Linked DNA regions of Mus musculus: all the other regions are linked to region 3. Evidence: chromatin contacts called from public promoter capture Hi-C and targeted proximity ligation data. All regions are on one chromosome and are shown on one strand. The core of a region is the stretch at or near the end of the contact, and the rest is flanking DNA. Distances in the headings are between cores, read along the strand shown.

What was found. Promoter capture Hi-C pulls out the DNA fragments that hold promoters and counts their contacts.
Region 1: a contact with region 3 is called in a targeted proximity ligation map of bone marrow-derived macrophages, with 3 times the contacts expected there. A contact is called at or near these places in 1 of 39 promoter capture datasets (liver), 1 of 130 datasets of targeted methods (bone marrow-derived macrophages) and 1 of 9 other capture datasets (adipose tissue).
Region 2: a contact with region 3 is called in a targeted proximity ligation map of pancreatic cancer cells. A contact is called at or near these places in 2 of 39 promoter capture datasets (both in liver) and 2 of 130 datasets of targeted methods (memory CD8 T cells and pancreatic cancer cells).
Region 4: a contact with region 3 is called in a promoter capture Hi-C map of liver, with 4 times the contacts expected there. A contact is called at or near these places in 1 of 39 promoter capture datasets (liver), 1 of 130 datasets of targeted methods (pancreatic cancer cells) and 1 of 9 other capture datasets (liver).

What each region holds. Positions count from the first base shown.
Region 1 is chr19:5,730,156-5,736,728 of GRCm38.p6, forward strand. Znrd2 (zinc ribbon domain containing 2) reads right to left here and starts at 1,577. Exons shown (of 4, transcript NM_020491.5): 1 at 1,521-1,577; 2 at 1,289-1,440; 3 at 1,086-1,170; 4 at 151-557. The coding sequence starts at 1,539. The coding sequence ends at 214.
Region 2 is chr19:4,873,338-4,880,147 of GRCm38.p6, forward strand. It overlaps Zdhhc24 (zinc finger, DHHC domain containing 24), which reads left to right and starts at 5,331. Exons shown (of 3, transcript NM_027476.3): 1 at 5,331-5,692; 2 at 6,784-6,810. The coding sequence starts at 5,412. Actn3 (actinin alpha 3) reads right to left here and starts at 4,572. Exons shown (of 21, transcript NM_013456.2): 1 at 4,374-4,572. The coding sequence starts at 4,517.
Region 3 is chr19:5,269,109-5,276,296 of GRCm38.p6, forward strand. It overlaps Pacs1 (phosphofurin acidic cluster sorting protein 1), which reads right to left and starts at 4,011. Exons shown (of 24, transcript NM_153129.3): 1 at 3,431-4,011. The coding sequence starts at 3,780. It overlaps Sf3b2 (splicing factor 3b, subunit 2), which reads right to left. Exons shown (of 21, transcript NM_030109.2): 19 at 5,956-6,055; 20 at 5,684-5,869; 21 at 4,813-5,419. The coding sequence ends at 5,348.
Region 4 is chr19:4,940,315-4,946,652 of GRCm38.p6, forward strand. It overlaps Peli3 (pellino 3), which reads right to left and starts at 2,778. Exons shown (of 7, transcript NM_172835.3): 1 at 2,624-2,778; 2 at 1,446-1,598. The coding sequence starts at 1,597.

The DNA.
Region 1 (6,573 bases), core at 327-2,826, 460 kb after region 3:
TCCCTCTGCCATTTACTTCTTGTCCTGAATGCAGAACTTCACCATTCAGGTAGAAAAGACCATGGAAAGGTGAGATGCCAAAAGCAAGGAAAACCATCGAGGAGAACTGGGGCTCACATGCACACTCAGAACCAAGAAAGAACAAACCACGCGGAGGAAAAACTGTTTTTCTGGAGGGTTTTTCTCAGGGGAACAGGGATCAGGATAGAGGTCTCAGTGATCCAGCTGTTTCAGGCTGCCTAGGGCCTCGGCGCAAGCCCGGATAAGCCCACAGAGCTGGATACTAGTCTCCAAGGAGGTGCTAGAGCCCAGCTCGACTGACGCCCAGGTTAGCTTCTGCAGGAGGGCCGTCTGTGTGGAAGCCACCGCGTCCGTATTTGGAGGTGCAGCCGGAAGAGGAGGCGCCTGGGCTGCCTTGAGCCCGGCTGCTGCGCCTTCACAGTGCTCTGGACGGGGTACTGGTGGCTGGGATGGGGGCCGAGAGCTCGAGGCAGGCTCTGTAGATGAGGCCAGCTGGTGTTCCCGAGCTTGAGAGAGCGCCGCCTGTGCATTCAGTGCTAGAACAAGAAAAGTGGTGGAAGAGTGAGGGTGCCCCGTCCGCCTCTCCCGAGTCATGTGCTCTTTACTGATGTCCCTGAGCTGCTGGTGTTTTCTGCCTAAGCCAATCCCATCTCATCTCTACTCTTCTTTCTCCTTACACATGCTTGCCAAACACTGCCCCACTGATTTACACTTGAGGTCCAGTTGCTTGACAGATGGCCTGGCCTCATCTATGCATCAAGTCTATTCCTGTAAACTGGGATGCCCGCCCTTCAGTGGTAAAATGCCTGTCCAACATGCACAAGCACCCAGGGTTGCACGTGCACTCTACAACGTAGGATGACTATTTTGCTAGGACTCTCCCCACGGTGTCAGAAACAAAAGGCTGATGGTCTTTCTTGAATGAAACACCTCTCTAGGGCGGAAACGAGAAGGCACCTTAATGCCACAGCACGCAGGAGTTTCCACTGTCACCTCCCAGGCTCACAGTTCCTCTGTAGCTATCGCCACTCTCTTCTCCCCACAGTGCACACTCGGACCCTCACCCGGGTTATCTTTATCCACGTCTGAGTCGAGCTCCTGACAAGCCACACAGTAGATTTTCCGCTGTTTATCTTGCAGGAGGATCGTCTGGGGACCAGAAAGTACATGGACATAGGTGAGCCGGAGAGACAGGGTTCACAGAAGAGGGAGCTGAGGAAAGGTCGTGCGGCCCGGTCCGCGGCCTCGGCCTCATCACTCGCCTCACCCCGCAGTCGGCGCACGTGTCGCCCAGCATGCGGTAACCACGGAGCAGGTAGTCCCCCATCAGACGGGAGATGCGATCCTGCCGCTCCCGTCGCGCCTGCAGCACCTTCGTCTCAGCTTCAGTCGGAGGCTCCCAGGTGAAATCGTCGACATCTAGAGAAAACAGGCACAGGAGATAGAGAGAGCTGCCTCCCGCACCCCACGGCCACTGCCCAAACATCCCAAGCGCATACCTGCACCGTTCAAGGCCATGTTGCCGTGGTCACTGCTGGGCTCACCGGAAGTGATCCAAATAAGATGCGCCCCCACTACGGCCCCGCCTCCCACATGTGGTAGCTGAGGGCGGAAGTGACGCTTACACGGTCTTCCTGGCGCTTTAGTCAAAGGGGGGGCGTGTCTGCTGCACATTTGACCCTGACCTACGGGCTCGGCTGGTGGCCAGAGCTATGGTTGGGTACCACCGTCTCCCTGGTAACGCTTCAGTACTCGGGTGTGGCTTTTCAGAGTCTCCATTTCTACTTGCCTCAGATAAAGTGGCCCTTAGGTCTGTGAAATACCCGATTCCCTCAGGGTTGTCTTTCCACACAGGGGAAGCAGGAGATGGGCAGGACCATGACATCTGCCCAACAGTCACTGCAATAAAAAGTTCTCTAAATCTTTCAAACTAGGCTAGCTACACTGAGGTCGTTTTCTGCCTATTTCAACACTCCTCCCTGTTTGCGTGTTGGGTGTCCTCTGTCCACCTTCTACCAATGCCTAGAACTGATGTAAGCCTGCTGTCTTAGTTAGGACTAGTATAGCTGGGATTAACACCATGACCAAAAATAACTTGGGGAGGAAAAGGTTTGTTTCGCCGGGCATGGTGGCTCATGCCTTTAATCCCAGCACTTGGGAGGCAGAAGCAGGCGAATTTCTGAGTTCGAGGCCAGCCTGGTCTACAGAGCGAGTTCCAGGACAGCCAGGGCTACACAGAGAAACCCTGTCTCGAAAAGCCAAAAAAAAAGAAAAGAAAAGAAAAGAAAAGGTTTGTTTCACTCATGGTTCCATATAACATGTTCATCAAAAGCAGGAACTCAAGCAGGGCAGGAAGCTGGAGGCCATGGAGGAGTGCTGCTTACTGGCTTGCTCCTCATGGCTTGCTCAGCCTGCTTTGTTACAGAACCCAAGAGCAGCAGCCCAAGGATGACCCCACCTACAATGGGCTTGACCCTCCCCCACTGATCACTGGTTAGAAAGTGCTCTACAGGAGAGCCCACCAGATCTTACGGAGGCATTCTCTCCTCTCAGAGGACTGTAGGGCCTGCTGGTGAAAATGGCTTATACTCGAGTGGGTTACAAATCAAGGACCAGTGCTCCTCATAATCCTGGGTTCTTTGCAAGAGCACCAAGTAATTAAAAGACCAAGGGCTGGAGAGATGGCTCATCGGTTAAGAGCCCTGGCTGCTCTTCCAGAGCTCCTGAGTTTAATTCCCAGCAACCACATGGTGGCTCACAACCATCTGTAAAAGGGCTAAGACACCCTTTTCTGGGGTGTCTGGAAATAGCTACCATATACTCACATGCATAAAATAAATAAGAGGAGGAGGAGGAGGAAGAAGGGGGTAGAAAGATGGCTCAGTTCTTTTTTAAAAATATTTATTTATTTATTATATGTAAGTACACTGTAGCTGTCTTCAGACACTCCAGAAGAGGGAATCAGATCTCATTACGTGTGGTTGTGAGCCACCATGTGGTTGCTGGGACTTGAACTCAGGACCTTAGGAAGAGCAGTCTGCGCTCTTTTTTTTTTTTTTTAAATTTATTTATTATATGTAAGTACACTGTACTTGTCTTCAGACATTCCAGAAGAGGACGTCAGATCTTGTTACAGATGGTTGTGAGCCAACATGTGGTTGCTGGGATTTGAACTCCGGACCTTTGGAAGAGCAGTCAGGTGCTCTTACCCGCTGAGCCATCTCACCAGCCCACGTCTTTTTTTTTTTTTTAAGATTTATTTATTTATTATATGTAAGTACACTGTAGCTGTCCTCAGATACTCCAGAAGAGGGCATCAGATTTCGTTAAGGATGGTTGTGAGCCAGCATGTGGTTGCTGGGATTTGAACTCGGGACCTTCGAAAGAGCAAACGGCACTTTTAGCCACTGAGCCATCTCGCCAGCCCCCAATGGCTCAGTTCTTAACAGCACTAATGGCTCTTGAGGACATGGGTTCGGTGCCCACATTCCACATGATGCCTCACACGATGCAGAACTGCAGTTCCAGGGATCACACACCCTCTTCTGACCTCTAAGGGCGTCAGACATGCACATAGTGCACAGGCTTGCATGCAGCAAAACATACACAAACATAAAAATAAACATAGCTAGACATAGTGGCACGTGTCTTTAATCCCATTACTCAGGAGGCAGAGGTAGGTGGGTATCTGTGAGAACAAAGAAAAATGGCACAGTATAGTATCTGAGTCATACACTTTCGCAGTGTGAAGCAGAGAATGTCAGTAGCAGAGCCCTTCCAACAACTTTCGGCTATAGACAACAGTGTTTTACATTACCCAGGAGTTGTGTATCAGTTAAGTAGATGCTCATTCTCTAAGGAGGCTGTGCGGGGGCTTCTGATCTTAATTCACTGTTATTGGCTCTTCTGGGATTGTCTCCATGTCTGCCTGATCTGTCACTGTGGCAAACAGAAAACATTATCAGTCATCACACTGTAAACACAAAATATACTAAGCCTCTGGTGCCCGGGCCACCACCAGTCCAGCTTGTGACATTTCCCAGAAGTTGAAGTTGTGAGGAGGGAGCCACAGGATACCTTGCATTGCCCCTGTCACTCCAGAGATATTAAAGGCACAGTAAGTGCCTCAGGTCCCATTGGCAGACTATGGTACTAACTCGCAGTACTGCCGTGGAGCGGTTTTATTTCGGTACAGCTTGCCAGCGCTAACGATACCACTGTAGATCTTGAGATGAATCTGTGTCGTTGAACATGCCCTTTACAACTAACAGTGGCAGGCCTTTTACCCCCAGATCCTCTCAACAATAGCTGATAACAACAGCCTGCTAGTGCTGTATGGTACTGTATTGCTGAGAGCTGAAATGACTTCCTCAAACCAACTCAAAAAGATTTCTGCGGGCTGGAGAGGTGACTCCGTGGTTAAGAGTACTGGCTGCTCTTCCAGAGGTCCTGAGTTCAAGGACTTCTGGTCCTTGGTTTCAGCTACCACATGGCTGCTCATAATCTTTTATAATGGTATCTGATGCCCTCTTCTGACATGCACTCTATCTGCACATAGGACACTCCTACAAAAACAGTGAAGCAACCTCACCTCTGCGTTTAACTGTGCCAAGGGAAGGACTCCTCTCGGCCATATCCTTTGTAATGATCAACTGAGAAATGTGTAGATTGAGCTGGAGCAATTTGGAAAATTCCAGGCTTCACACACACCATTCCAGGACATGGCACTGCACACTCACAATGGTCTCTGGCCAGCCTCAGGTGGAATCAAATGAGCACCTAGGAGATCTGAGCTCAGTGCTGAACCAGATCATCAGGGCTCCCTTGTCGGACCGACATGGGCTCTGGGTCATGGGTAGAACGGCTGTGCTGAGTTTTTGAGTCCTTTTTGACTCCTCTCTTTTTGAGTCCCTCAGCTGCGAGGAATCGAATACAAATGCCTTCATCTTCTCCTACCTGACTCTTCCAGTTGAATTGTCTGGGGTGGGGGTGCTTGGGTTAAATGTGGAATTCATGAGCCAGAGGAAGTTGGATTAAAGCTCTGGGCTAGCCTGGGCTACGTAGTAAGATGCTTTTTCGGGGGGGGGGGAGACTCATGGGTTTTGTGAGAGCGCAAAGAAGGTAACACCCGTGTCACCATGTCATATGAGTGGTGAGTAAGGACATCAGTGGGCTCTTTTCCCTAGCCCCTTGGATCCTTCCTTACCAACTGCTCCTAAAATTGCCAGAAATTCAATAGATGTAACCAGTTTCTGGGTCTGTTCTTCATCTCTAGATAGTTTATTGACTGCTGTTCTAAGACGCAGGGAGGTGAGCAACAGCAGTTTTCCACAGAAGAGTCATCGGGTCAGCTCCAAGTCACTGTCCAAGGAAGTGATGCTGCTCTGGGTCTGAGTTCTCACCAGCAGACGTTTCCCGAGTGTGAGGTGTGAGAGGAGTGTGGTGGCAGACACTCCAGTGCCTCATGTGTGGAGAGGGTCAGGATGGGGCTCAGCTGCAGAGCACTCGCCCAGGTTGCTGAGGCTCTGGGTCCAATCCACAGGAAGGATGGGAATGTGAAGTCCATCAAACCCTGTCCGCTCAGCGCTCAGCATCCTAGGAGCCACAGGAAGTGTCACAGCTGAGCTAGCCACCATGGCATGTGTCTGCAATCAGAGCACTCGGGAAGCCAAGGCAGGAGGAATGATTTGAGTTCAAAGCCAGTCCGATACATTGTGAAACTCTAGCTCAGAATATAAAAAACTGGCTGGGAATGTGACTCAGTGGTAGCCTGCTTCCCTACTACATCCCAGAGCCTGGGTTAGACCCAGGCATTACCAAAGCCCAACACCAACAGAGTGGCAGAGACATTCAGGGCACTGTCTTTGGAGAGAGACCTTCAGGGCACAGTTGTCTCCCCACAGTTCTCTGTGGCATCATCCATTCTCTTTAGACTTGATGAGCAGCCAAGAGTGATGGCACATGCCTTTAATCTGGCACTCAGAAAGCAGAGGCAGGGGGACTAGCCTGGTCTACATACTGAGTTCCTGGAGAGTCAGGACTACATAGTGAGACTTTGTCTCAAAAAAAGAAAAAACAAAAAAACAAACAAACAAACAAACAAAACCCTGATGATCAGTCCCCTTCTCTGTCACTCACATACCATCCCAGAACTGAGTCTTTCCTGAGAGTCTAGAAGCTTGGCAGAGACAGAGCCCATCCTCTTGAATGGTCCAAGTGCCACCCAGCTCATTGTAGCTCCTAGACCCAGATAAAAATAAAAGAAACTAACGCACACCCAGCTCTGACTAGCAGAGGGTTTTGTAAATATAAGCTTGTTGATCCCTGTTGAAAACTAAGGAAGCACTGGTCAGTGATGGCGCACACTTTTATCCCCAGCACTCAGGAGGCAGAGGCGGGCAGACCTTTGAGCTTGAGGTCAGCCTGGTCTACAGAGTGAGTTCCAGGACAGCCAGGGCTACACGAGAAACCCAGTCTCAGACAACTGAAACCTGGCCCATAGTGCAGCCGGGGTAATCAGTGCTGCGACCTCCATGCCGTACTCTCTCCTTG
Region 2 (6,810 bases), core at 4,081-6,580, 390 kb before region 3:
TAACTGGATCCTCCAATCCCAGCTGCCATCTCTCTCCATGATCTAAGGCTACCCCTTGATCTCTCTGTCCTTAGGTTTCCGTATTCGTCCAAGTAAGGGGCGGGGGAGTCAGACTCTATAATGTCTCTGGCCATTCTTCCTCTGGCCTGGAAGTGTCCTGGAAGTCAGAGAACAGATGCTCCTGAGAGGTGCCCTAGAAGCCAATTGGAATTCTCTCCTCAGCCAGATTTCCAGGTGTGCTGGGAGCTGGAGTCAAAGAGGATGCTATAAATACTGGACAGCTGTGGTTGCTAAGGGAACTTGGTGAGCTTCTGTTACAGGGGGTGTATAAGTGGGTCCTTAGTAATAGGGTCCAAGCACAAGAGACTGCATTCATAGTTACTGCAGTTGCTTCCACTGCTGGAGTCTGAGTGCCCTGGGTCTACAAATGGTAGGGGGGTAGGTAACTGGGGGTGGGGGGAACATGAGTTTTTTGTTTTTTGTTTTTGTTTTTTTAAGATTTTATTTATTTATTTATTTATTATATGTAAGTACACTGTCGCTGTCTTCAGACACTCCAGAAGAGGGAGTCAGATTTCGTTACGGATGGTTGTGAGCCACCATGTGGTTGCTGGGATTTGAACTCCAGACCTTCAGAAGAGCAGTTGGGTGCTCTTACCCACTGAGCCATCTCACCAGCCCCCGAGTTTTTTGTTTTTTAAGACAGAGACTTATGTATCCCAGGGTTTCATATATTTTTTAACTTAATGGGTAGCCAGCAGTGACAATGAACTTCTGACCTCCTGAGTCCTGGGATGACAGACCTGCACCACCATACCCAGTTTATCTGATGCTAGGGATCCAAGCTAGGTCTTCACTCAAGCTAAACTAAGTCAAAACTTTATTAGGAACTGAGCTACATCCTAGGTCTCAAATGCAAGTTTCAATAAGATGTAGCCCTGTCCTGAAGGGGTTCACAGCCAACCAGAGCCATGTTGGTCTCTGAGGTGTACTGACAGAGACATGCAGAGGAACCTGAGGTGGAGGAGGAAAACCTGAGGTGTCTCACTAGGTGGAATTTTCTTGATGTAGGCTCACATTGGATCAGAGCAGTGATGGAAGAGCAGGAGCTTGTGCAGGCCCAGGAAGGGCAGACAAGGGCATGCCAGGCAGGGCAGACACAGGGGAAGTGTGTAGTGAAAACAGTTGTTCTGTTTATGGGACTGCACTGTGGCACTGCTGGAATGAAGCTGGGGGTGTTGGGCTATCAGTGGTGAGAGACAGACCGGAGGGTTGGCAGGGGCCAGGTCATGCATGATCCTGGGTGCTAAGCTGGGGAGTTTGAACTTGATCCTGAGAACTACAGAGAGTTGGCAAAGCTTCAGGCAAGAGGGAGGCACCAGAACTTAATTAATTATTTTTGAGACAAGCCTTTCCATGCAGCTCTGGCTATTCTGGAACTCTTTATGTAGAACAAGCCAATTGACAGAGATCTGCCTGCTTTTGTTTCCCAAATGTAGTCTAGAATGGTACATTTAAAAGCTCACTCTGGCTGGGCAGTGGTGGCACATGCCTTTAATCCCAGCACTTGGGAGGCAGAGGCAGGTGGATTTCTGAGTTCGAGGCCAGCCTGGTCTACAGAGTGAGTTCCAGGACAGCTGGGGCTACACAGAAAAACCCTGTCTCAAAAAACCAAAAAAAAATTTTTTTAAATAAAAAATAAATAAATAAAGGCTCACTCTGGTTGCAGAGCAGGGACGATGGTTGTCAGAGCAGAAGGGAAAAATAAGGAGGTGGGATGGATACAAGGGGTAGAGAGAGATGGGAGTGGGAATGAGGAGGTGGGGTTTGTCTTTGTTTCCTTCTGCCACACTTCCTATGGCCTACTTATGGGACTTGAGCGGGGGTAAGATTGCTCAGTGGTAAGATTACTGGTTGCTCTTGCGAAGAACCCAGCTTGGATTCCCAGCACCCATGTCAGGAGGCTTAGAACTGCTGTAACTCCAACTCCAGAGATCTGACATCCTCTTCTCTCTCCGTGGGCTCCCATGTATATACACATAGATAAAAATAAATCTTTAGTGGGAGTTCTGCGATGTAGCTGGGTTGGTAGAGGAGAGATGGCTCAGTGGTTAAGAGCACTGATTGCTCTACCAAAGGTCCTGAGTTCAAATCCCAGCAACCACATGGTAGCTCACAACCATCTTTATCAGGATCTGATGCTACAGCTACAGTGTACTTATCATATATATAAAATAAATAAAATCTTAAAAAAAGAAGCAGCAGCCCCGGGCTTGACTCCTAGCACCACTTACAGCTTGATGTGGGAGTGCATATCTGCACCCTCCACTTAGAAAGGAGAGAAAGACCTGGAGAGTTGCTATGTGATTAAGAGCACTTGTGCTCTTGCAGAAGACCCGGGTTCAATTCCCCACATCTGTTTGACGTCTCATTACCACCCGTAACTCCAGGTCCAGGGAATCTGATACCCTATTCTGACCTCCGCAGGCACCACACATGGAAGTAAGGCACATACATATATGCAGGCAAAACATACATAAAATAAAGTGAGGAAATCCCATAATTTTTTTTTTAAAGTGGAGGCTGGGGATCAGAATTCAAGACCATCTTGGGTTACGTGAGACCTTTTAAAAATGCCTAGAAATGTTTATGAACCAATTTTTTTTAATACTGTCAACCACAGTGGACTCTGGTATCAGGGGAGAACAGAATGTTCCGAAGCTGGGAACCATAGATATTGGAGTCACTGGTAAGTGAAGATGAATGCAGGAGCAGGGATGGATGGGGCAGGGTGGTACCTGCTGTACCACAGGATGTTACAGCTTTGAGATAAACAAAGCGGACCGAGGGAAGAAAACGCACATGTCCACCCACACACAGGGCATGCTAACTGGTTTTCAGAGCATCTGCCCCGTTCTGTTGATGGATTAATGGTGGACTTGGGTTGGTGGTGGAGATCGTTGATGGACATGGGTGGCTAGAAATTGGAATGAAAGGATGGTTCTGATACTTTAGATGACAAAGGCAAGAAAGAGACTGCCAGCTGTTGTGGTGGGAACACACAGACTGTGATCTGGGAGGGGGAGGGAGAGGGGGAGGGCTGTTGAGGAGCAAAGGGCAGCTGGAGCCAGGGGCAGGGATGACATCACCCGGGGATTGCAGGAACTCAGGGACCACAGCCATGCTTGGAGACAGGTGCAGGGGGAGGGGGAGGGGGCTGGGGGGGAGGGTGGATCATCCCAGGCCTCATTCCATTCAGCTCAGGCTTCTCACCCCCCCCCCCCCCCCCCGCAGTCAGCTCCTGTCATCTAACACAGCGGAAACGATCTGCTTGTAAATTCTGGGGTTCTCAGGTCTGCAATGCCCTCTACTTTCCTAAAAGCACGCACAATTGGCAAAAGGCAGGTTCCATGGCTTCATGGTGCTCACCCTAAGCCTGGCCTTCAGAACCCCAAAAATTCCTCAGTTCGGATGGAATCATTTTCTCTTCAGGGAACCCAGGTGTCCTGCTCCCTCCTCTTGGTAGCCAGGGGTGAAATGATCCAGGGAAGGAGGGGGCAGTGCCCTGCAAGGCTGAGCCTGGGCAATGGCTGCCCTCATGGCCCTCTTGAGCTCCCACAAAGGCGCTGCCTCAGCACAAGTGTCCATGTGGGAGCCTGGGTTAGGTTACTGGTAAGGGGAGCCGGGGCTCCCCTCCTCCTGACCTTCTGGCCTTTTCAGCAGACTCAGGGCTTCTAGACAGGGAGGGGAATCTTGGGAAAGAGTGGGGTGAGGCAAGGAACAAAGACCCTCAGATGGGGGCATTCTTTTCTTCCTCAGTACACAACAGGCTGCCTGCCTATCTGTGCCCTTTTCTGGGCCTCAATTTCCTCCATTGTCAAGCCAGTAGAGGGATCCACCCATAGCAGAAGACAGAGTAGAGGATGGGAAAGAATATGAGACAGCTGTTCTCTCCTACACCCCAAATCCACTGGTTGTGTGTCTGGCATGTTCTCCTCAGGATGGGGTCTAGGGATACTTAACTGGAGACTAAAGGAACATAACTTTCTGAGAACCCCTCACCTCCCATCCAAGAATGAGTTGGGTCTCTTGGACCTTGTCCAAAATCCACTTTCACCAACACAAGAGGGGCAGTGGGCTTAAAGTTATTGGGGAGTCACTGAGGGACTCCACGGTGTCCTTGATATCCTAAATCCCTATGAGAACTCTTCTGATCTTTGAGGACAGCATATAGCTGGTGGGCAGAGCCTGGTTTGGGGAGCTGCACTCTAGATTACAGCCAGGCTCTGACCTTGAACTGCCCAGATGCCCGAGAAGAACTGCCTGGCCTCCCAGCCTCAGTTTTTGCCTTTGGGAAATGGGTGAGCACTCACTTTCCGCTGCTGTTTCTCCCAGGCCGGGTCCAACAGCAAGTCGCGGTCCCAGTCCTCCTCCTGTTCCATGTACTCGCCGCCCCCACCGCCAGAGAAGGGCCCCTCCCCGGCCCCCAGACCCTCGGGCTGCATAACCATCATCATCTTGCTCAGGCTCTTGGCTCCGCTCTGCTTCACTGGGCGAGCTCCTGCACACTCAGGCCGGGTTAAGTAGGGCCCGGTCCAGCCCCCAGATCGGGTTCGTACTAAATATGGGGTACGTGGGTGGGGCCAGATAGGGGGCGAGGGAGGTTGGGAACTGGACCAGAGAAGAGATTGTGCTGGAGTCAAAGATTGCGGAATCGCGGGGGATGCTGGGATGACTACTGGCCTAGATAGTGGGTTCGCATTTTAGCTCTGTGGTTAACTTGCTGTGTGATCTTGGGACAGCCATGGACTTTGTTTCCTCATCTATTAAGTGGATTCCAAGTGGTGGCTGTAGGCATCCTAAAGGCTGCCCCTTGGACCTGAGTCTGTCCCTCCTAAGCATTGCGCTCGAGAAACAGACCCCTATTTCTATTTCACAGTCTGTAACAGCAAGTCAACAAGTTGTTTGGGGAGTTTTCTAGGGTGATGGAGACACCCGAGCATGGGGAAAGGCTCAGGGCCAGATGATAGGGCCAGCCAGGTCTATTAATACCGGGGCGGCTGTAGAGGAGTGTAGGGAGAATGTGCTGAGCCGGGAAACCCCGACGCCCCGGGGGCTGCAACTCAATCCTCATGGAGTGGCAGCAAGCCACACCAGGGGCGGCTACTGCAGTACGCTGGGCGGACTGCTTCTTTTTGACACCTGGGCAGCATCACCAATCAGATTTTCGAACATCTGGTCAGTTAGCCAATCACTTCTCCGTATCTGTGGCCCCTCCCTATAAGTCTGGCGCGCGCAACGCACCCCCTGCGGAGCTCCTATTGGTTGCAGGAGACGTCAGTTCGCTGCTAGGCCCTCCCCAATGCGGAAGCAGTGGGATCCCAGCGATCGGAAAGCCGGTGGGTCCGACCATGGGGGAGTCCTGGGCAGCTCGGGGCGCAGAAGGAGCGCCCGCGCGGATGCCACTGGTACTCACCGCGCTGTGGGCCGCCGTCGTGGTCCTGGAGCTGGCCTACGTGATGGTGCTGGGGCCTGGGCCACCCCCGCTGGGACCACTGGCCCGGGCCTTGCAACTGGCGCTAGCTGCTTATCAGCTGCTCAATCTGCTGGGCAACGTGGTGCTCTTCCTCCGCTCGGATCCCAGCATTCGGGGGGTGATGCTGGCTGGCCGCGGCCTGGGACAGGGCTGGGCGTGAGTGTTGGGCTCCGGGAGTCGGCGGGCAGAAGCAGGGGGTCTGGTGGTCGCTGGTACCAAGAAAGGACCCAGAACTTGAGGTGTCAGTAACCAGATGACGTTAGCATCCGGGTTGTTAGAGCCATAGAACTCCTTTAGAGCCTGGCACCCGCTACTTATTCATTCAGATATTGAGCAGCCACTGTTCCTAGGACTCAAGTGAAAACAGATGCCCGACCTCCTGGAGTTGATTTCAGTGGCGGAAGGTGCAGATAATAAAGATAATAATAAGCCAATAAAAAAAAAGCAAATTGCGTAAACTAGATGCTCAAGAATGATACAGAAACAAAAAACAGAGCAGGGTAAAAGAGGCGAGAAGTTATCTTTATTATTTGTGTCTGTATGTGTGATGTGTGTCCGGTCCCAGGCGCGCATGCCGGGGTACACAGGTGGAGGTCGGAGGACAATTTTCGGGAGTTTGTTCTCTCCTACCACGTGGGTTCAGAAGAGTGAACAGGCCATCAAGTCTGCGAAGCAAATGCCTTTAACCACTGAGCCATCTCTCCAGCATAAAGTTTCAATTTTAAATAGATGGTCAATTTTCAGTACAAGACTTTTAGGTGATTAGCTTTAGGTTAATTAGCTTGATTAATTAATTTACATTTTACTAAAAAGCCATAGCATCCACAAATATATTAAGACTAACTTGTCCACTTGCAACTAAAAACTAAAAATAAATAGGTGGACATCACTCAGGCATTTGCGGTGGAGTCAGCCACTTGGGAAATTTTGAACTGGTTTCTGGGAGAGGGAAGCAGACCAAGAAAAGGCAGAAGCCACAGTATGCCCAGAATATTCCAGAACCACAAGGTCAGCGACTGGAGTGGAGAGGGAGAAAGATGTTAGTGGTGGAAGTACTGCCAGGCCTTTGCAAACTTTGCTTTTCAGAAGGTGTGTCACAGGCAGTAACCACTAGCTGGAGATGCCTGGTGAAGACAGGGACTGTTCCTGCTTTCCCAAGATGGTCTCTGAGGCTGCGGTTGGGCATGGTCTGGGACACTGAGAGCTACTGAGGCACTGACCTGTGTCCTTGCTCCCACCCCCTGCAGTTACTGTTACCAGTGCCAAAGCCAGGT
Region 3 (7,188 bases), core at 2,761-5,260:
GGGGTGGGATCGGGGCCTTTCCCATTACAGAGTCTCTCTTTCTACACTGCTTGAGTCATGGACATATGCTAATGCTGTTTTCTGTTTTAATGCTGATAAAAAGAAGCATCAATGCAAAGAACAATTAAGCCATTTTAAAGCCAACTGTAAGTATGCTATTGAAAGTTTTAAAAATAATACTATCAATTTTGAGAATTTAGCAGAAATTAAAAACCAACAGGCAGGCACCTAAAAGCATCTAGAATGCTCACTTTTAGCTCACCTTTATTTAAATGTCCACAAAGATTTTTTTCAAAAGCAAATAAAATTTTCTAAAGTATCAAAGATAGCAGCATGACCTTCCTATTGCTCCGTTGCACCCCCTCTTTTCCGTATTAGGTGACACCCACTCTTACAGTGCTGACTGCTTTTGGATTTTTCTCTTTGTCTAATCTCAAGTAAGTCTTGCTATCTCTCCCTGGCTGGCCTCAAACTATGAACTCTGGCTGTCCTTGAGTCATCAATGTTCTGCCTCAGACTACGCATATGTCGTTATGCCCAGCCCCACAGTGTTCTCATGCACATCTGTCCTCAGATTCACATTTCTTCATTGCCTAGCTCACAGGTTTGTGTCTCACTGGATTACACGAGAGAAGGTGGTTAGTTCCAGTTCTACATAGAGCTTCATGTTGGTAGGTTTTTGGTTTTTGTTTTGTTTTGTTTGTTTTTCGAGACAGGGTTTCTCTGTATAGCCCTGGCTGTTCTGAAACTCACTTTGTAGACCAGGCTGGCCTGGAACTCAGAAATCCACCTGCCTCCCGAGTGCTGGGATTAAAGGCGTGCGCCACCACGCCTGGCCTGGTAGTATATTTTAAATAACATGGACAAGTACAAGGAGACAACAAATTAACCAAACGACTTCCTATTTAGAAGGGCCAATAGCATGTCCTTTTCTGCCCACAGAAAAGGTGTTTTCCTTCTAAAGACACAGCAGCATGCTCCAAGAAGCACAAGTGTTTCCCAAGGTGCTGGGAGGCACAAGGATAAGGGCTAAAAGCAAAGTCATAGAAGGGCAGAAGACAGGCCAGGACTGGTCAGTAAACAAGACATAGCCATACACATCTACATATAGAATGCCTACCCTGTTTCTGGAGCTAGTAACTTATTATTGCAGACTTTTTAGTAACCAAGAGTTCTTACGGTCAAATCAAAACTCAGTGGTGATTCTATTTGTTTCCCTTTATGACAGCTTCTGCCCATCAATGCACGCTTTTTCAATCTAACAAGCTAGACAAGGCCACGATCCAAAGTAGAACATGTTTTATTAACAGCAGACCCATGCAGGGTGGAGCACAGGACTTTTATGCAAGGAAGAGGTGAATACCATACTTCAACAATGGACAGGCCCACATAAAAATAAAAAGAGGCCTGCTCAGGACCAAAAGGCATGCCATTCCACAGTGAGCTCTAATTTGAGTTTGGTGTCATGCTAGGGCTCTGGCCAAAGTAAATTACTGTGGTTCCTGATTTCCTCAAAGGAGGACAAAGAGGACACTATAAATCAGTGCAGGGACTACTGTGCACAAAGGGATGAAACGTGGAGGGCAGAAATGGCAAACAGTCTAGTACCATCTCTTGAAGCTTCAAATCCACACTCTCCAAGTATCAACTCCACTCCTTTATATATGCTTCGTATATACTTATGTGTGTATGTACATATAAATATAAATATATTCAAACACACACACACATATACTTTATATATACTTCAAACATACTCTAAAGAAACTTCTGCCCAAGAGCACAAATCCTGAGCAAATACATACATATATACATACATACTTACACATACACACACACACACAAAACTGCCCATGTTAACAGGGAACAACCTAAATATTTATCAGAGTCATATATTAGTTCATATAACCAAATACTATACATTAGAGAAAGTACTAAAAACTAGAGCTACTAGACAACATTGATGATTTGCATAAGCCTGAGTTAAAAGTGACAGGCTACATACAATATAAGAACATTTCTGCAAGCTCCAAAAAAACGTTGAAGCCAAGAGTAGTGGTGCACACCTTTAATACTAGCAACTGGGAAGGCAGGAGGCAGGCAGATCTCTGTGAGTTCCAGGCTAGCCAAGGCAAGTAAGATCCTGTCTCAAAAACAAACAAACAAAAATAAAAAACACACAAAACTAAAAAATATATTTACAGACTTATATGTAGTACACTGTAATGGGGGGGGGGGCATAATTCAGAAGTGTGTAGGGGAAGCCAGAATGTAATTCAGCAAGGAACCTGGAGAGTTTGACAGGTGGGGTAATGTTCTATATTTTTCAATAAATGACATAAGAAAGATGTGCTTGTGTCATCATTTTTCATGCCCTATATATTGGTACAATGTTGTGGTGTGATGTTGTTCAAAATAAAGGGAGAGAAAGAAACACCAGCAGAGTTGAGTTGAGGGTGGAACCCCACAGGGCACCCAATCTCTGGCTTACAGGCACATCCACCTGCTCTGCTGGACTCACAGGGTAAGAAAGAACAGAACCTGAGAATCAACTCGGTTTAGAAGCACAAAATGAACACCTCCAGGCATTTCTTTGTGCTTACTGGGCAAAACCAACCCTGCAGGCTGTCTTAGCATAGGGTCAATCCAACACACTGTCCCCAAAGAAGTATATACAACAACTGCTTTGCCATAGAGAAACAAGCATAATTTTTTGATGCAAGTTTTCAGATAGTTCCAATGGACAGAAAAATGGGTTGAATTTAGGAACAAGGCAGTCATTTTACAGAGCTCATAGGAACCTGGAGACTCTGTGACCAGTATCTAGTGGAGGAGGAAATGAAAACTTGCATTTAAGAACACATTCAACTGATGTCCAAACTAAGAGCACAGAGTACCCAGAGAATGTGTGTAGCATGAAGAACATATGAATGTATGTACTGAACCCCCAAGTGTTAACCAGCTTTACCTGCAACAGGTGACAAATGAATTTGGCACATGCTAAGTACGTTGGGAAAGAACTATATCAAAGCCATCTTTACCACATCTGTGTAACATTAACATATGTACAGCCCACGGGCGCCAGTGAGGCAGGAAGAAGAGTGACTTACTGACCGTAAGGAAGGCCAGATTCGGTCAGACCCAGCCAAGGAAGGCCACTGGGCTGGGTCCCCGAGGCCACCATTGCTCCAGGAGGACAGGAGGGTGGTTCGAGCCAAGGCGGAAGGTGGGACTGCTGGAGAGGGCAGGCCCACACAACAGTCTTGGAAGGCCCAGGAGAAGACAGCCCCCACCCCCCAAAGCCAAGATGAGCTAGGAGTGGAGGACGTACCCTCCACTCGCCCCGGAGAGATGGGGAGGCGGGGCCTGTCACAGAGCCAGCCTGGCGGTCCCCTAGGCCAACACCTTTTCCCAGCCGCCCGTTGCTCACCTGGGCACGCAGCTGGATGAGCTCCGGTCCACCTCCCAGGTAGCATACAAATTCATCTGCACTGGGGCGGGGGTGCGGCCTGGTCCTGGACCGCCCGGAGGCGCAGAGCCCGAGGCCACCGCGACGGCCATGGAGGTGGAGGTGGAGGAGGACGAGGAGGAGGCGGCCGCAGCCGAGGTGGACGAGGAGGACGAGGTGGCCTGGGCCAGCTTGGGGGGCGTCGGCTGTTGAGGCTGCGGCGGCTGCTGCTGCGGCTGCTGCTGCGGGGACTGGGCGACCCCAGAGCCCCGCTGACTGCTGCCGCCCCCGGAGCCTCCGGGACCACCGCCCGCCCCTCCGCGTTCCGCCATGGCCTGGCCAGGGGAGGAAGGGGCGCGGGGCTTACGCAGACTGAGGGCACGCGAGCGACTCTCAGGCTTCCCCCCGCGGCGGCAGCGGCTCAGCGCGTCTCCTCAGAACGCCCGGCGGAGCGCGAGCCACCAGCGAATCTGCACGCACGCGCGGGCTTTCGCTGCGCGCGGTCCTCGCGCTCGCCCGCCGCCGCCTGTTGCGGCCCGCGAGGCCCAGACACTGGGTGGGCGTGTCCGAAAGGGGCGGGGAGCCGCGGCCCCACCCAGACCGGCGCCGAGGGGCGGGGCCAGACTCGCGCTCGGCCCCGCGGCCCCCGGGAAGGGGCTACAGCCCGCGCGCTCTCGCGGCGCGGCCCTGGAGTCCCTAGCAGGCCTCGGCGTGCAGGCTCCGCGCCCCTCCTCCCTCCGCCCTCCTCGGGCGGCTGCTACCCCGCCAGCGGAAACCCGGGTTTTCCGGGGCGCGGTCCCGGACCGGAGAAGACTGTACGAGAGCGCGCTCAGCCCCTGGGATCTGCAGTACACGTAGTTCTGGTCACGCGTTGCATGGAAATCGGATAGCCCGCTGTGGCGACCCCTTCTGTGGTTATTTCGCCCACTTCTGCAAAAGAAGCAGTAGGTAGAGATCCAGGGGCCGGCCACCACCTAAGGAGCTTAAGTTCCAGCTTGACTGTGGGCAGGAGCCAGTTGAGCTAAGGTTGTCTAGGTCCAACAGCCTTTCTTGGTACAGCGCCCCCGACACAGCCTTCTTTACAAAAGTCCCAGAGTGCCTCGGTGCTTTCTCAATTTCTAGAATTCTATTTCTCTCAAGGCCTGATCAGCTGCCATCCCCACACACCCCCACCCTACCTAGAGCTCTTGCACTCTCCTACACCCACACCTTCTCCCCAGTACTTGAGCAAATGTTATGGAATCCTGTGCTCCAACCTAGTCTAGTTTTTCAAAAAACTTCTCAGAACTCAGTGACGAAGACAAAACAAGCCCTTCAAACCCACCCACCCACCAACACACACACACACTAGTAAATCCAAGTAGTTAGCCAGTACTCTGGAACAATTGAGATTTTATTTAGAGACAGATGTTCTCCAATAGGTAAGAAATCGGCCTTTCTGCCACAAGGTCAATGAGGAAGGCCTGACCTGGCCTACTTCCCTAGCCTACAGTTACTTCCCAGCCTAGCCACGGTGCTAAGCTGGCTATTTTTATTCCCCACGGACAAAGCAGTAAGGTCAGACCAGACCCAAAGGTACCTTCAGCAGAGCCTTCACACACAGGAGGGGTAGGGATAGTGAACTACCCACAAGTTCAGTTCAGAACTACAGTCCCATAGTCCTATGGGCCATCTGTGATTACAGGCAAGAAGTAGATGCTTTTGCAGAAGCTAAAAGAGAGAGAGGTTCAAGAGCGCCTGTATTCATCCTTCCTTGGGAAACAGCTTTATTTACAAAACAAGTCTAAAATAAGAACAGGAAGTGACGAGCCTAGGGAGTCCAGATCTAGCTTTAGGGAGCCACAGAGAAAGCCCAGACATACAAAGAGCCTAAAGGCAGGCCAGCTATGCGAGCAGGACCTAAAATTTGAACTCCTTGTATTTCTTGCTGCCCCCACGGCTGTCCTGGGGCTGAGCTTTCCGTTTCTTTTGCTGTAGGAGAGAGAGAGAGAGAAGTTACAATAGGTTAGACAACCCCAGACAGGAGGCAGCCTGACCCAGACATAAAATTAAGGTAAAAAGCACTGAAACCACACTCTCCTCTCCCCCTGAGAGCTAAATGACTTCCTTCCTCTTCCTGAACTTAAGAGACTGCCACCAATGGAGCATCTCGGAGACCTTCAGGCACCGAGTCCACCCGCCTCTCCCTCCACCAGAAAGGACAGCCCTCCTCCTAGGCCCACAGGTTGCTCCCACCTTCTGCTTAGCAGCATGCTCAGCCACCATGTCGCTGAAGTCTTCCTTCTCTACTTGTGCCTGCTGCTCCCGAACGTGCTCCTCGTACTTCTGCGTCATGGCCATGGGGTCCAACTCCAATTCCTCAGGCGCCAGCGCTACTTCCACACCTTGCAATTCAGGGGCTGGGCCCTTCCGGCTCATAACCTGAAAAATTCAGAACCTTATTATCTCCAGACTCTCAGAAACGCGGGCTCCATCTCAGTTACAAAACAATGTTCTCCAATGCTTACCGTGGACATGTCATAAATGTGGGTGGATCCCATCATGGCTCCCCCAACAGTGGCTGTTCTCTTCTCTGGCAATACAGTGAATAACTGAGGTGTCTCACTTCTGCAAAGGACAAGAAAATAAAACCCAATAAGGGGCAAAAGGGTCTCCTGAGTCAAAAGAAACATAAGTGACACTTGAATTCTAAGAGAATCCCAAGATAACTACGGCTGAAGGTTCTGCCACTGAAGGAGGCCCATAAGAAACGCTGGGTGAGGGGTGTGGAGTGGGGTCAGTACTGGCCCCACAGGACACAATCTGTAAGGGGTACAGAGACTAAGCTAAGGGATCCTTTAAGCCAAGACTCATAAGGAAGCATTAGTGGACAAAGAGGCTAAAGCTTCATAGAAAGCTTTCCAACAGAGAAGCTGTCAAAAGAACAGGTGAGGGCCAGCAAAATAGCACAGCTGATAAAAATCCTTGCTGTACAAACCTGACTGAGTCCCATCCCTGGAACCCACATAAAGGAGAAAAGAGAAAACCAATTCCACACACAGGCGCACACACACGCACGCGAGCACACACACACACACACACACACACACACACACACACGCCCCCCCATACACGCCCACATGCGCATGCGCGCGCGCACGCGCACACACACACACACACACACACACACACATCAAGTATGCACACACAGTAACGTTGATTGCTTTTCTAAAAGATCGAAGTCAGGTCTGGTGCTGTACTCAGCACTTCAAAGGCTAAGGCAGGCGGATATTTGTGAGTGTGAGTAAGAGACCAGCCTGGGCTACATACTGAATTCCAGGACAGGCAGATCTATATAGGAAGATGATCTCAAAAAAACAAATAGTAGAGGTGTTTCACACCATTAAGCACAACACTTTGTATGTAGACAGAGGCAGGAGAATCTATGAGTTCGAGGCCAGCCTGGTCTACAGAGTGAGTTTCAGGACAGCCAAGGCTACACAGAGAAACCCTGTCTCAAAAAACAATCAAAAACAAAGTTACCTCTTCGATGGGAAGAGTTAGAGAGCACATGGTCTAGAGTGGTAGTAATGAGCTTGCCATTTGACCTTGACTGTGCTAGTCTATGCATAATTGAAATCAGTGGTTGAAGGCCCTTTTTCTTTGGGAGGGCTAGAACATTAGAACTTCAGGCACTACCTCTGAGAATGTCTATTTTATTCATTTATTTTTACTCTTTGGTTTTGGTTCTGATTCCCTAA
Region 4 (6,338 bases), core at 1,528-4,027, 330 kb before region 3:
TTTACCCTTGTGAGCACTTCTCACGTACCAGCAGTGGCAAGCCTAGAGGGAGACAGGCCAGGATACAGGCTGAGGGCTCACAGGAGCCTGGCACACATCCACTCTTCAACTCATCACACAACCTCTATAAAATGGAACTCATCTGTCAGAACCTACTTGGAATATTGATTTTGAGAACTAAACAAGATAAAGTGCTTTAAAATGCTTGATAGAGTTTGCTACTCTTATAGCAAGGTCTTGATATGAGTTGGCTATTGTGGGTATTTGAAAAAAGGCAAGGTGGCACATAAAAGTGACCAAGTGACAGCCAGTGCTACATAGTTAATCTTCACCATGATCTGACAGCGGATCAGCAGAGGGAGACACATCTGTGTCTGGGGGAAGGGTTTCATGGAAGATGCAGGTGTCCAGGCAGGCAAAGACCAGAGCAAGCCCCATCGATTTCTCTGTAATAACCTCCACTTTCTCGTCTGTAATGCGAGGAGGAGCTGCAGCTTAGTGTAGTGTGCTAGACCTACAATTAAGAAGATCTGGGTTCAAATCCCAACCCTCCCACTTATGAGCTGTGTGCTTTTGGACCAGTCACTTCCCCTCTCTGAGCCTCATTTACTTCACCTCCTTCCTCGCAGCATCTTTGTGAGGGTTGAGATGAAGTAATGTCCACAACTTCGTACTACCTGCCTCCCAGATGCTTGGTATGTGCTGAGTACCAGTCTATGTACTTTACAAAAATCTCTTCCACCTTTCTTTCTTTCAGGTAAGCTTTGGGAGGCTAGAATCAACCTTGTCTTCAAAATGAGGACACAAGCCGGGCGTGGTGGTGCACGCCTTTAATCCCAGCACTCGGGAGGCGGAGGCAGGCAGATTTCTGAGTTCGAGGCCAGCCTGGTCTACAAAGTGGACAGCCAGGGCTATACAGAGAAACCCTGTCTCGAAAAACCAAAAAAAAAAAAAAAAAAAAAAAAAAAAAAAAAAAAAGGACACAAAAGCACAGGAAAGTTTGACAACTTGCTGAAGTAGAATTGGAACCTTTTGTGCAGAATCAGAATTCTTTATCCCACACTTACACACAGTAGGTGCTTTACAGACTCTTTTTTTGCTATTCTTTTTCTTAGCTGATTACAAACTGTGGTGAGCAGCTTTAAGAATTGCCTCCGGCTGCTGGTTGTGGTGTATACCTCTAATCCCAGTACTTGGGAGGCAGAGACAGGTGGATCTCCGAGTTCAAGGCTACCCTGGTCTACTCATCAAGTTCCAGGCCAAGGCTATGAGAAACCCTGTCTCCAAAACAAAACAACAGAAATGGGTTTGATCACTTTTGCTCTTCTTCTGGGAAAGTGGCAAGAAGCAGAGAGTCCTGGGAGAGCAGCCGGTGCACACTGTTATCTTGGCTGACCTGAGGGACAGTTACCCAAGCACATCACTCCTGGACTAGGGAGGCTCACCCCAGAACGATGAGTTCACCATACTTGATGGGCTCCTCGCCTGCCAGTGCTTCTTCACCAGGACAAGACAGGATGCAAGAGCCCTGGCTCCCCGGGTGCTGGAGGTCTGAGGTCCGGGGGGATCCCACGTCAGGGTTTCCTTCCAGCACCATTCTGAGCACAGTGGGAGAAGAGAAAAGAACCTTGCAACTTCCCACCCCAGCTCCTCTCAGGCTCTGGCTAGACACAAGGCAAGAATGGTCCGTCAACACTTGTTATTATAACTACTTCCTTTCCCCCAAATGGTGAGGTTGCTGGGATACCAAGGAGGGAGACTGGTGAGACAAGACCAAGAAACAAATGGCAAAATCAGAGTCAGAGTGTTTGGTCGGTTAGAGCAATATACCAACTTTGGATGGAATGTGTTTGGCAGAGGGGCAGCCAGGACTTAAGAGACCTCTAGACTCAGACTTAATTCCTGGCTTAAGCTCTTAACCCCAAGACCTCAGTTAAGCTCTCTGTCAGGTTCTTGGGTGTCTGTCTTCATTCTAATCTTATTGCCCTTTTTGCAGCAGGTCTAGGCCTCTGTCAGTCTGTCTGTTCTCAATGACTCTCTGTCCTCCCAGCACGTCCTTTTCTGCCTGTTCTCGCCCCACTCCGGTCCCTACTTCTATCCTTCCTCTATCTGTCTGCCTTTGTCTTACCACCCACCTGACTCAGTCTCCCTATCTTAGCCTGGCAATGCAGGCAGGCCTCCAGATCCCTCCCTCCCTCAGGTGTCTGTCTGTGGTCCTCAGGCCGCTTAGGTCTCTGGAGGCCTGTGGGGGCGGCGCTCCCCAGTCGGGCACCTCCTGCAGCAGAGTCAGTCGCCCGCAGGCTGTTAACAGCCCCAACGTTGGAAGGTCTGCGCAGAGGCAGGCCTGCACCCCGTGCTCGGGAAGGGCACAATGACAGCATACGCAGATACACACCAGGCGGCCCCTCACAAATACGCGCGCGCACGCTGTCAGTCCCGCGGGCAGTGCCTAGACTGGCACAGCATACCCAAGAACTCCTACGGCAGAGACGCGCCTCCGCGCTAACAGCCACAGGCGCCAGCCCTCAGACCCGCTCTCTTAACCCCGCCACCCCCAGATACTCAAACACGCCCCCAACGCACGCCCAACACAGCCCCCCGCCCCCCACCTCGCCAGCCTCACCTGGCGGCGTTCTGGGGCTCTCTGTGTGCTGCTGGCCCCCACCCGCCTCACCTCTACTGCGCCCCGGGACTGCCGCGGCGGGATGGGCCCGGCCCGCGGCTGCTCGGTGCAGCCTCGTCACGGGGACACCCGAGGCCCGGAGGAGGGAGGGATGTGCACACAAACCTCCACGCCCCACCCCTTGCCCCACGCCCCGCCCCGGCTCCGCCCCTAGAGGCCCCACCTTACCCCGAGGCTCCGCCTCCTGCGGCTTAAGCCTGGCTGTAGTCTGGGAAGCCAAAGAGGTTGTCTACAAGACCCCTCTCTTATTCCAGGCTCCGGACACCTCACCCTCATTCTGGGGTCTTCTAGGTTCTCCCCGAGACCGGAGCCTCCTTTCACACAGTAATCTAGAGGCTCCTTTTCCCAACCTAAGACTAGCGACTGCCCACCCGCTGCTCCAAGACCCCGCCTCCTTTATGGGGAAATCTCGGAATTACAGAGAAGCCCAGAGCAAACAGAGGGAAGGAAACTACTAGAAGAGGCGGAGGAAGGTGCATCACCCGTGGAGGCTGAGGAAAGCCACTGCGGTTGTCTCGAGTGCAGATCTGTCTTTCAGTTCAGCGCGACCACTTTCTCTCTGTGCAACAATCAGTGAGCTCTGGCCTCCTTGGTGTCCAGAGACATGAATCACTGACCTCCCCTCCCAACAGCATGCTTCTATCCTTTGCAAAGCCTCAAAGGAAAGCCCACTTTGGGGTGCTCGGTCCCTCAGGGCCACAGGCTTTCTTCTGTCAGTACCAGGCTCTCTGGGTTGAATTTGGGCAAATTAAGTCCTGTAATCCTTGGAAGGCGGGTACGATAATTGTGGCCTGTCACCCCTGTCCCCGATGCCACAAAACAGATTTACAGAAATGGCTTGCTACAAAGGAACCAAGAGAGGATCTGGCCCATGGCTTCATACACCTTGATAAACACTTTACCACTTACCAACATCTCCAGCCCTTGAACGACTCATTATTTTTTTTATATTAAATCTATTTTCATGTATATGAGTATTTTGCTTCCGTGTATGGTTGTGCACCACTTGTATGCCTACCTGGTGCCAACAGAGGCCAGAAACTCGAATTCTCTGGGACTGGAGTTACAAACAGTTGTGAGCCACCATGCCAGTGCTAAGTATCAAACCCAGAGCTGGGCAGTGGTGGCGCAAGCCTTTAATCCCAGCACTTGGGAGGCAGAGGCAGGCGGATTTCTGAGTTCAAGGCCAGCCTGGTCTACAGAGTGAGTTACAGGACAGCCAGGACTATACAGAGAAACCCTGTCTAATAATAATAATAATAATAATAATAATAATAATAATAATAAAAACCCAGGCTCTCTGAAAGAGCAAGCAGCCATTGCACTTAGCCACTGAGCCATCTCTAGTCCCCTTACTTTGTTTGCTTGTTTGTTAGTTTTGAGAGTCTCACTGTATACCCCTGAATGGCCTGGAGCTCACCATGTACATCATCAGACTAGCCTCCAAAAAGCTGGAGTTAAAAGCAAGGGCCGCCAAACCTGATGAACTCCTGACTTTGAAAGCTGCCATGAACTAGAGATGGACTCAGTTGTGCAACTACCAAACCCAGACACTATTGCAGATGCCAAGAAGAGCTTGCTGATAGGAGTCTGATATATAGCTGTTTCCTGAGAGGTTCTGCCAGTGCCTGGCTAATACAGAAGTAGATGCTCACAGTCATCCATTAGACAGAGCACAGGGTCCCCAATGAAGGAGCTAGATGAGGTACCCAAGGAGCTGAAAGGGTTTGCAGCCCTATAGGAGGAACAACAATATGAACTAACTGGTAACCTCAGAGCTCCCTGAGACTAAACCACCAATCAAAGAAAACACACGGAGAGACTCATGGCTCTAGCTGCATATGTAGCAGAGGATGGCCTAGTCGGTCATCAATGGGAGGAGAGGCCCTTGGTCCTGTCCCAGTATAGGGGAATGCTTGGTCCAGGGAGTGGGAGTGGGTGGGTTAGTGAGCAGGGGGTGGGAGGAAGGGATAGGGGATTTTCGGGAGGGAAACTAGGAAAGGGGATAACATTTGAAATGTAAATAAAGAAAATATCTAATAAAAAGAGAGAGAGAGAGAGAGAGAGAGAGAGAGACTCAGTTGTGGTCTCTTCTGCTTAGTACCTCCTGGTCTGGAACGATATCCCAATGGCCAGTTAACCCCTGAATTGCTCATTTGTTCTGAGGCAGTTCAGGCTACCCTTGAACTCAGAGGACAACCTTCTGAGTCTCCTGCCTCCGCTTTTCATTTTTCCCGTGCCGGGATTACAGGTGTGAGGCACCACACCTAGTTTATTCAGTGCCTGGGATCAAACACAGTGATTCACAGGTGCTAGGCTAGCACTTTACCAACCAAACTACACCTCTGCCCTAGCCCCAGAGTTTGAAATGTGTTTTCCGAGGAAATCAAGGACCTATGCGCAGAGAACATGGCCTGTGACTCCTGCCACAGAGGATGAGTGGAAGTTGACTCACTTGTTCCTAAAAGGGAGCAAATGCAATCTCACCCCCAAACTCCCAGACTCTCTAAGCCCCACATCCATTCCACTAACTCCCTGCCTAAGACCATGAAAAACACCAACTGCTTTGCCAACTGTTTTGAGCCAAAGAAACTCACTCGTTGGTCATAAAGGAACTTCCTCGATGCCACTCAGAAGGCCACACAAATCCCTCACTGGAGGATGGTTTCTACTCTGAAGGCCTGTACTATAGAGGCAGTCCCCCTTCTGTAACCCAACACCATCCGCCAGAGACTTATTATTATTCAGTTTACATCGAGGAAATGGGTCCCAGAGAGGGAGGGATGCTTGCTTCAGGTTTCACAAGTACAGAGCCAACAATTGAAACTCCCATTGTTACCACCCAACAGTAAAGGATTAAGAGTTTGCCAAGACTCAACGGTTTTTTCTGGGTTACAGTTTCCGGATATACCTGATGCTGGCCCAGTCCAGGTGGGAAGCAGAAGGGCTCCCACACCACCAGTTTTATTCCAGCGTTCAAGAGGTATCAGCAAGTGGATTTCTGTCCATTCAAAGCCACTGTGGTCTACACAGTGAGTTCCAGGCCAGCCAGTTCCAGGGTTACAAACAAGATGCTGTCTCAAGACAAAACGGTCCGGAGAGATGGCTTAGCAGTCTAGCTCCCAGCACCAACATCAGGCAGCTCACCACTGCTGCTATCTCCAGCGCCAGGAGATCTGACACCCTGTTAAGGCCTCTGTGGGCACTTGCATGTATGTGGGCATATGCACACACACAGACACGTAAAATAAAATAAATCTTCTTGAAAAAAATAAAGAAATCAAACTAACAAAAAGCCACAGCAGCAAACTCCTAGCTGGGCATTTGGGAGAGACAAGGGAAAACTGTTGTCTTAAGCCTATGCTGGAGGTCAGAGGTCAGACAGGCTCCTCACATGGATCTGGGGAGACAAAGCAGAGGCAATCTGGCCTTACCTGCTATCACGCCATCAAGCATCCACAGGGTCAGGGTGACAGCAGTGTATCTACTTTGTGCTGTGGCCACCACAGCTAATCAAGGTATTGGTGATATGGAGAGCCTTGGTAATTATATGCTTCAGAAGGGGGTCCATAAGAGACTCACAGCCGAGAAGAAGGCCCAGGGTACCTGGATTTGACAAGCAGAACAGCAAAATGCAAGTATCTCTGTGGATGAA